Regions from separate parts of the Sus scrofa genome. Here region 2 is linked to region 1. The links are chromatin contacts, called in public promoter capture Hi-C maps. All regions are on one chromosome and are shown on one strand. Each heading gives the region's core, a stretch centred on a gene start, on an enhancer-like site or on the middle of the called end of the contact. The rest is flanking DNA. Distances are from core to core; before and after follow the strand shown. Region 1 holds the start of RHCG (Rh family C glycoprotein). Region 2 holds the start of TICRR (treslin).

Region 1 (3,896 bases), core at 1,169-3,668:
ATTCAAACTGGCCACGACTTTTTTTTTTGCTCTTTAGGGCTGCGCCTGAAGACCATGGAAGTTCCTGGCCTAGGGATCGAATTAGAGCTGCAGCTGGAGTCTACACCACAGCCACAGTATCACCAGATCTGAGCTGCATCTGTGACCTACACTGCAGCTTGCGGCAATGTCTCATCCTTAACACAAAGTGAGGCCCGCATCCTTACAGACAGTATGTCGGGTTCGTCACCTGCTGAGCCACAACAGGAACTCCAGGCAATGACTTTTTAAAACCCTGGGCTGGTGAGGGTTTATGGCTGCCACTCTCACACCTGGCTCATTAGGCCCGTGCTTTGTTCAAGAAAATCTAGTGATGTGTATCAAAACAATTCAGCCTCTAAGAATTCACTGAAACCTGTGCAAAGACTTATATACCTGGATGTTCACAAAAGCATTATTTATAACACCAAACAAATAAAAAATAACCTCATTGTCCTAACACTAGGGCATTGGCTAGATAAAACATACGGTATATCCTGCCATTAAAAATGATGTTGTAGGAGTTCCCGTCGTGGCACAGTGGTTAACGAATCTGACCAGGAACCATGAGGTTGCGGGTTCAATCCCTGGCCTTGCTCAGTGGGTTAAGGATCCGGTGTTGCCATGAGCTGGGGTGTAGGTCACAGATGTGGCTCGGATCTGGCATTGCTGTGGCTCTGGCATAGGCCGGCAGCTCCAGCTCTGATTGGACCCCTAGCCTGGGAACCTCCATATGCCGCAGGAGCGGCCCAAGAAATGGCAAAAAGACAAAAAAAAAAAAAAAAAAAAAATGATGCTGTAGGAGTTCCCATCATGGCACAGCGGAAGTGAATCTGACTAGGAACCATGAGGTTGCCGGTTCAATCCCTGGTCTCTCTCAGTGGCTTAGGATCTGGCATTGCTGTGGCTGCGGTGTAGGCTGGCAGCTGTAGCCTGATTAGATCCCTAGCCTGGGAATCTCCATATGCCGTGGGTGCAGCCCTAAAAAGCCAAAAAAAGAAAAAAAGAAAATGATGTTGTAGAAGAATTATGTGGTAAGATCTTTACAAAATATTAAATAAAGCAGCTATAAATCAATGTTATAGTATGAAGCTCTCTCCTCTTTCTCATATTGGGGTTGCCTCTAGGTGGTGGGATTACAGAGGCTTTTTAGTTTATTTTTTGTATTTTTCTGCATTTTCTTTTCTGAATGATGTTTTTTACAAGAGAAATTAGAAATCAAATTTATTTTGACAAAATATGGACTAAGCATAGACTCAAGTTCTGTGGTTAAATTCTATCTTGACTCATGTCAAGATCATGTGTATTAACCAATAGATAATTCCTGATTATAGCTAAGTGAACCTGTGAAAAACACTTAAACTGTTTCCACAGTCTTTTTTTAATCTTCCTTCCTTCCTCCCTCCGTCCTCCCTCTCTTTCTTTCTTTTCTTTTCTGTGTGTGTGTGTGTGTGTGTGTGTCTTTTTAGGGCTGAACCCATGGCATTGGAGGTTCCCCGGCTAGGGGTCAAATGGGAGCTGTAGCTGCCTGCCTACACTACAGCCTCAGCTATGCTGGATCCCAGCAGCATCTGCAACCTACACCACAGCTCACAGCAACACGGTCCTTAACCCGCTGAGCGAGGCCAGGGATCGAACTGGCATCCTCATGGATCCTAGTCCAGTTGTTACCGCTGAGGCACGAGGGAGCTCCTTTAATATGTTTTTCTCTTAATGCCCTTTTCTTTGGGAATGATGCTAATTTACAGAAAAGTTGCAAAGAGAGTACAGTTTCTCTGTATAGCTCACACTAAAATGCATAACCAGGGTCCCTTTGTCACAACTAAGAAACCAACATGGGTACATCACTATTAACTAAACCTCAGAGTTGATTTAGATGTCTCCAGTTTTCCCTTTAACATGCTCTTTCTGTTCCAGGATACAACCCTGCGTAACATATTGCATTGTCCTGTGTCTCCAGGCTTCCCTGGACTGTGATGGTTTCTTGGGTTTTCCTGGTTTTTCATGAACCCTGTATGAATTTTGTAATCAAGGAAAGGAAGGAAACAGGATGATGATGATGATGTGATGATGATGATGATGATTTATATCCGCGAATGCCGTCGTTTTTATCGCGGCGGGAGGCAAAGGATAGGCTTTTTCTTTCTCTGTTCATCAGAACAAAAGCGGGAAGGCAGAGGCTGGGGCGCCTTCATCCTTGCCCACTGCTCCTGCTCCCACAGCTCTCATCCCAACCTAAGGCGGGAAGCTTCGGGGCCCGCGGGTTTCCTCGCCGCCGCCGCCGCTGCCCGCCGGTTGGGCGAGCGCGAGGGCGACTCCCACATCAGCTGTTCTGCAACCCGACGCGGCCGCCCCGCCCCAGCCCGGGTCTTAAAAGCCTCTCCGGCCTCCGAGCGTCCAAACTGGCGGCTCTCAGCCCTGGCTCCGCGCCCCCTGCAGCAATGGCCTGGAACACCAATCTCCGCTGGCGGCTGCCGCTCACCTGCCTCCTCCTGCAGGTGATTATGGTGATCCTCTTCGGCGTGTTTGTGCGCTACGACCCGGATGCGGACGCCCACTGGATTGAGGAGAGGTTGGGCAGGAACATCTCCAGCGACATGGACAACGAATTCTACTATCGCTACCCCAGTAAGTCCGGCCGCCTTGCAAGCCCACCTGCGGCTTGTCCAAGCAGTCCTCGCTAGTCTGATGGCCCTTCCTGGCCTCCCCTCTGCAGCCTGCTGCTCAGGAACCAGGGCCAGGGAGGAGCTGGAGGAGTCCCCTGCCCCGCCCCCCTTAGGTTCCCCACCAGGCGGTGTCCCCAGGTGTCTGGAGACCAATCTTGGGAAAGGGCCAGATGTGCACAAATTCCTTTCACCTGGTGAGAAGTCACTGGGGTGAGCTCCATCCTGTTGCCATCAGAGACCTCCAAACTTCCTGTCGCAGAGCCCTTCCTGAGGTCCTCAAAAGACCCAGGTCTCATCTTGGTCACCAACCTGTGGGTGACCCTGGCTCCCTTGTCTCCAACTGGATCCTGGCTCTCCAAGTTAGGGGGAGTAGTTCCAATGTTAAGGGCTGCAGGAAAGACTCGGTGACCTGCCAGCCTTGCTGCTGGGAGCAGTGCGGTGTAGGGGACTGTGGCACCTACTACCTTTTGGCTTGGAGAGGGAGAAAGCACCCCTGAATTCTCTGGTATCTGTAGTGCTGTGGTTAAGAGCATGGCCTTGAAATCACCAAACCTCACCTCCGTCATGGCTCTGCCATGGACTAGGTAGGTGGCCTTAGCCAAATGCCAACCTTACAGAAACTCAATTTCCTTATCTGTCCAGTGGGGATAATAATAGGACCCACCTTGCAGGGTGAGGTGAGGCTGGCATGAGACACTGCATGTAAAGGTCTGGCCAGTGCATGGAATCCTTGCTCCATCATGGAGCAGTTAGAAGAGCCCTAAACAGAGGCCCTAGGACTCAGGTGTTGGAAGACCTGGCCCAAGGTCACTTGGGTCAGCCCAACCTCTGGACTTCCAGCCCAGGATTCTTTATGCCCTCGTGTTTTCTGCTTTTCCACACTATCTACCAGCAGCCAATGACAATCTTGCCTACTGCTGGTGCTCACATGGTCATGGACTGTTTGTTTTGGAAGGGACCCTAAAGTTCATCTCCAACAGTCACCTGTACAAACTTGTCTTCCCTCCGTGGCTTGTATGCCCTCAGTAATGGGATTCCACCCATTTTTCTTAGATCCAATCAAATAATGGCACATATTCAGATTGGGAACCCGCAGAAAAACATGGAGGTGGGGGAGGATGCAAGCCCAGGGGGAGCCTGCCACATCATGTGGCTGCCAAATAGCTCACTGAGTCACAGGCTATGTTAATAGAAATGTGGTGTCTAGGAGTT
Region 2 (3,625 bases), core at 533-3,032, 71 kb before region 1:
TATCCATAACGATGCCGGTTTGATTCCTGGCCTCACTCAGTGGGTTAAGGATCCCGTGGTGCCGTGGGCTGTGGTGTAGGTTGGAGATGCTGCTCAGATCCGGCGTAAGCCAGCAGCTGCAGCTCCGATTGGACCCCTAGCCTGGGAACTTCCACAGGCTCCAAGTTCGGCCCTAAAAATTTAAGAATGAGTGTGGGAGTTCCCGCTGTGGGGCCAGAGGATTGGTGGTGTCTTGGGGGCACTGGGATGCAAGTTCGATCTTTGGCCCGGCAACGTGGATTAAGGATCCTGCATTTCCGCAGCTGCGGCTTAGGCTGGAATCTGATCCCTCACCTGGAAACTCCATAAGCCGCGAGGCGGCCAAAAAAAAAAAAAAAAAAAAAAAGACTGTGATTTAAACTGGCACGAAAGCTTGAGCGCTGGCATTTCAGGCGACTGATAAGACAAACAAGGTGTTCGAGACCTGCTGGCCAACTAGACCACGCTTCAACAGGCTGGAATACACGTCGTGTGTAGGAGAAATTAAGCCTGGGAAGGCAGGTAGGGCCGAAATTGTGAAGGACCACAAACGCTTCAATCCAGTAGGTACAGAGGACCTTCCCACCTCGCTGTGATGCCTGTCCCTGTTTGTCTGTGTCCCCGGGACTTGCCTTCTGGAGGGACACCTGTGGGTCTCCTCCCGGGTCTACAGGCTGCCAAGTTCGGGTTCCCCAGAACCAGCGCGTCACCCTTCCACCTTACCTTAGACCACTCGGTGGTATCCACCCAGTACAAGGTGATTTTCCGGGCGATCATGACCTCCTGGACTCTCCTGGGCAGCAACTTATCCATCACCTGCTTCGGAGAGGGCGGCAGGCGCTGGGCCTGGGCCTCGCACCCGGCCACGAACTGCAGCAGCTCCCTCTGCGAGTGCGGACAGGGGCCCAGGAGGAAGACTGCGTTCACAAAGCTCCCGAGCGCCGACGCCGCCTCCTTAGCCTCGCCCTCCACGTCCAGCAGTCTTCGCCTGCTGCTGCGCAGGATCGGCTTCGTGGGCGACGTGATCTCGGGCCGGTCCCACTGATAGTCTAGCAGCGTCTCCATCAGGGCGCTGTGTGTGTGGGTGGCGCGCGGAGCTGGGCCTGGCAGGTGGGCGCCGCGGGCGCCATCCCCGAGCCTGGCCTCCAGCTCCTCCTCGAAGTCCTCCCACGAGCGGACGCCCAGCTCGCGGAAGTCCGACACGCGAGAAGGCCGGCTCCGCGCCCCCTGAGAGTCAAAGAACCTGAAGGCCCAGCGGACCCTGGCCAGGCCGAACCGGCAACTCAGGTAGGTGAGGAGGCGCAGGGCGGCCCGCCGCACCGGGCTTTCCCCAGCGGCGCCGCCCGCGGTGTCCAGCAGCAGCATGACGTTGTGACAGCAGGCCATGTCGGCCGCGCGGCCGCCTCAGGCTTACCTCCGGGACTCTTGCTTCAGGGAACCAGCGCCATTCTCTGCTGCTCGCAGGTCCCCAGTCGAAAGGCTCCCGCGCTCTCCAAGGGCTGCTACCATTGGTGGAGCTACCTCCAAAGGTCAACTTCTATTGGTCGCTCGCCTTACGTAAGTTACGTGAGCTACTTCCATCCTTGGCGCAGATTGGAGGAGCGTTGGTGAAGAACGCTGCTTAATTGGTGGAGGGTGAGACTGTGGGCGGGACGCTGTGTTCCGGGAGAAATGTAACGTTCATTGGCCTGGGCCTCCGTTTTAAAATTTAAAGAGGTGGTGCTTGCGGCCTGTACCTTTAAGTTTCCCTTTTGTGAGGGCCGACGGCGTCCGTGCAATGGTGCTGAGAAATGTTTACTAAGACCTTAAAAAAAAAAAAAAAAAAAAAAAAAGGCTTGAATTGAACTGCTTAAAGCCACTCTAAAGTTTCCATCTTGTGGAATCCAATGGTGAAGACTTAACATTTTCTGTAATTTCAGAAATAATTATTAAACGTTTACTCCCTTTGCCTCAGGAGCTTTTAGGCATTTCTCTGAACAAAGTAATCGGAGAGCAGGATAAAAGTTTAACTTGAGAAAAATAAAAAACAACTTGGGAATGATTAAATGATGTATGGTACCCCTCCCAAGAGGAACATCACGTAGGTTTTTAAAGTAATGTTTTTATACGTAATGTTAGGTGGAAAAAGACTGCAAACACAGCACAATGCAGTGAGATCCCCAAATATACTGTGTGTGTGCTTATTTTTTATTATTTTTTCTTTTTTTTCAGTGGCCGAACCTGTGGCATATGGAAGTTCCCCAGTCAGGGGTGGAGCCACAGCCACCATAGTTACATTGTGAGCCGCAAGGGAAGTCCTGTATATGTTTTTTTATTTTTGCTTTTCATGGCCTCATATGGAAGTTCCCAGGCTACGTGTCCAGTCAGAGCTACAGCCGCTGGCCTACGCCACAGCAACGCCAGATCCAAGCCGCCTCTGTTGTTGCGGAAACTGCAAAAACTGGCAGTGGAAGGAGACAAACAGCACTTGGAGATATGGAAAAGCAAGGTTTTATTCAGCACTGGTGTGGGCTCAGAGGAGTCACCTCCAGAGTCTGAGCACCAGGTCTTTGTTCTCAGTAACTTTTATACACTACAAGGTCTTGATTTTCCCATGTAAGCATCCCGGACCTCCCCCATCCCCAAGCAGACAGTGTTCCTCCCTAAGAAACTGAGCAAGCAAGGTTACAGAAGCAGAACTGATAAGCAATGCTGGGTACCTGATTAGCAGGGCTGCTGGCTTGGACAGAGAGCACACAGTTGTTACATTATTACAAGAAGGGTGGCATAGTGATGAGCACAGCTGGAAAGGCTTGCAGCTGCCTTCTTAGCCAAGCGGGGGGGGGGGGGGGAAGAAGGTTTGTTCTTTAGTAAAAACTCCATTTCACTGTGACCAGCACCACGGCTCACAGCAATCTCGGGTCCTTAGTGAGTGAGGCCAGGAATCGAACCTGCATCCTCATAGATGCTAGTCGGATTGGTTTCCGCAGCGCCACAATGGGAACTCCCTACAGTTCTACATTTCTATTTAACTTTTACATTCAGGTGGAATATCCTTAATGAAAAGGACCTTTTTGTTGAAAGTAGAGCAGAATTTAAACTCTAGCTAAGACTGGCCTGTGTCTAAATTTCCTTCCAATCCTGCAATTCTCTGAGCCAAATATTTCTAGGAAGACCACCACTGATACTTTGTGGATTGTCCTTGAATAAAAAACACTGATGTTTCCGGATCCACCTATCCACACCCACGGTCATTTTAGAGCAACAAACATTTGTTAGTCTTAAGATTTCAGGTGCTAGCTAAAAAAACGACTACACCTGTTGTGGTGTTCATTCATTCAAAAAGCAGTCATTATCAGGGAACAAAATGTCCTTTCCCTGGGAAGTTTACATTCTAGTAGGGGGAGCCAATCAATAAAAATAAGTAAAAGATGTAATATGTTAGATGGTGATAAGAGCTTTGGAGAAGAATTAAGTTGAAAAAGGGATAAGGAATAGGTAAGAAGCATATGCGGTTCCAAATAGGACAATCAGGGAAGCCACACTGAGGTGACATTTCAATAAAGACTCAAAGTTCCCATCGTGGCTCAGTGGTTAACGAATCTGACTAGGAATCATGAGGTTGCAG

Evidence for each region. Promoter capture Hi-C pulls out the DNA fragments that hold promoters and counts their contacts.
Region 2: a promoter capture Hi-C map of fetal skeletal muscle shows a contact between it and region 1, with 2.4 times the contacts expected there. The contact joins the promoter of TICRR here to the promoter of RHCG in region 1. A contact is called at or near these places in 1 of 5 promoter capture datasets (fetal skeletal muscle), 11 of 47 Hi-C or Micro-C datasets (brain, embryonic fibroblasts, epiblast stem cells and 6 more) and 1 of 2 datasets of contacts at active chromatin or transcription factors (skeletal muscle).

The regions. Positions count from the first base shown.
Region 1 is chr7:55,070,000-55,073,895 of Sscrofa11.1, reverse strand. RHCG (Rh family C glycoprotein) reads left to right here and starts at 2,418. Exons shown (of 10, transcript NM_001044577.1): 1 at 2,418-2,646. The coding sequence starts at 2,460.
Region 2 is chr7:55,141,114-55,144,738 of Sscrofa11.1, reverse strand. TICRR (treslin) reads right to left here and starts at 1,782. Exons shown (of 22, transcript XM_021098959.1): 1 at 742-1,782. The coding sequence starts at 1,404.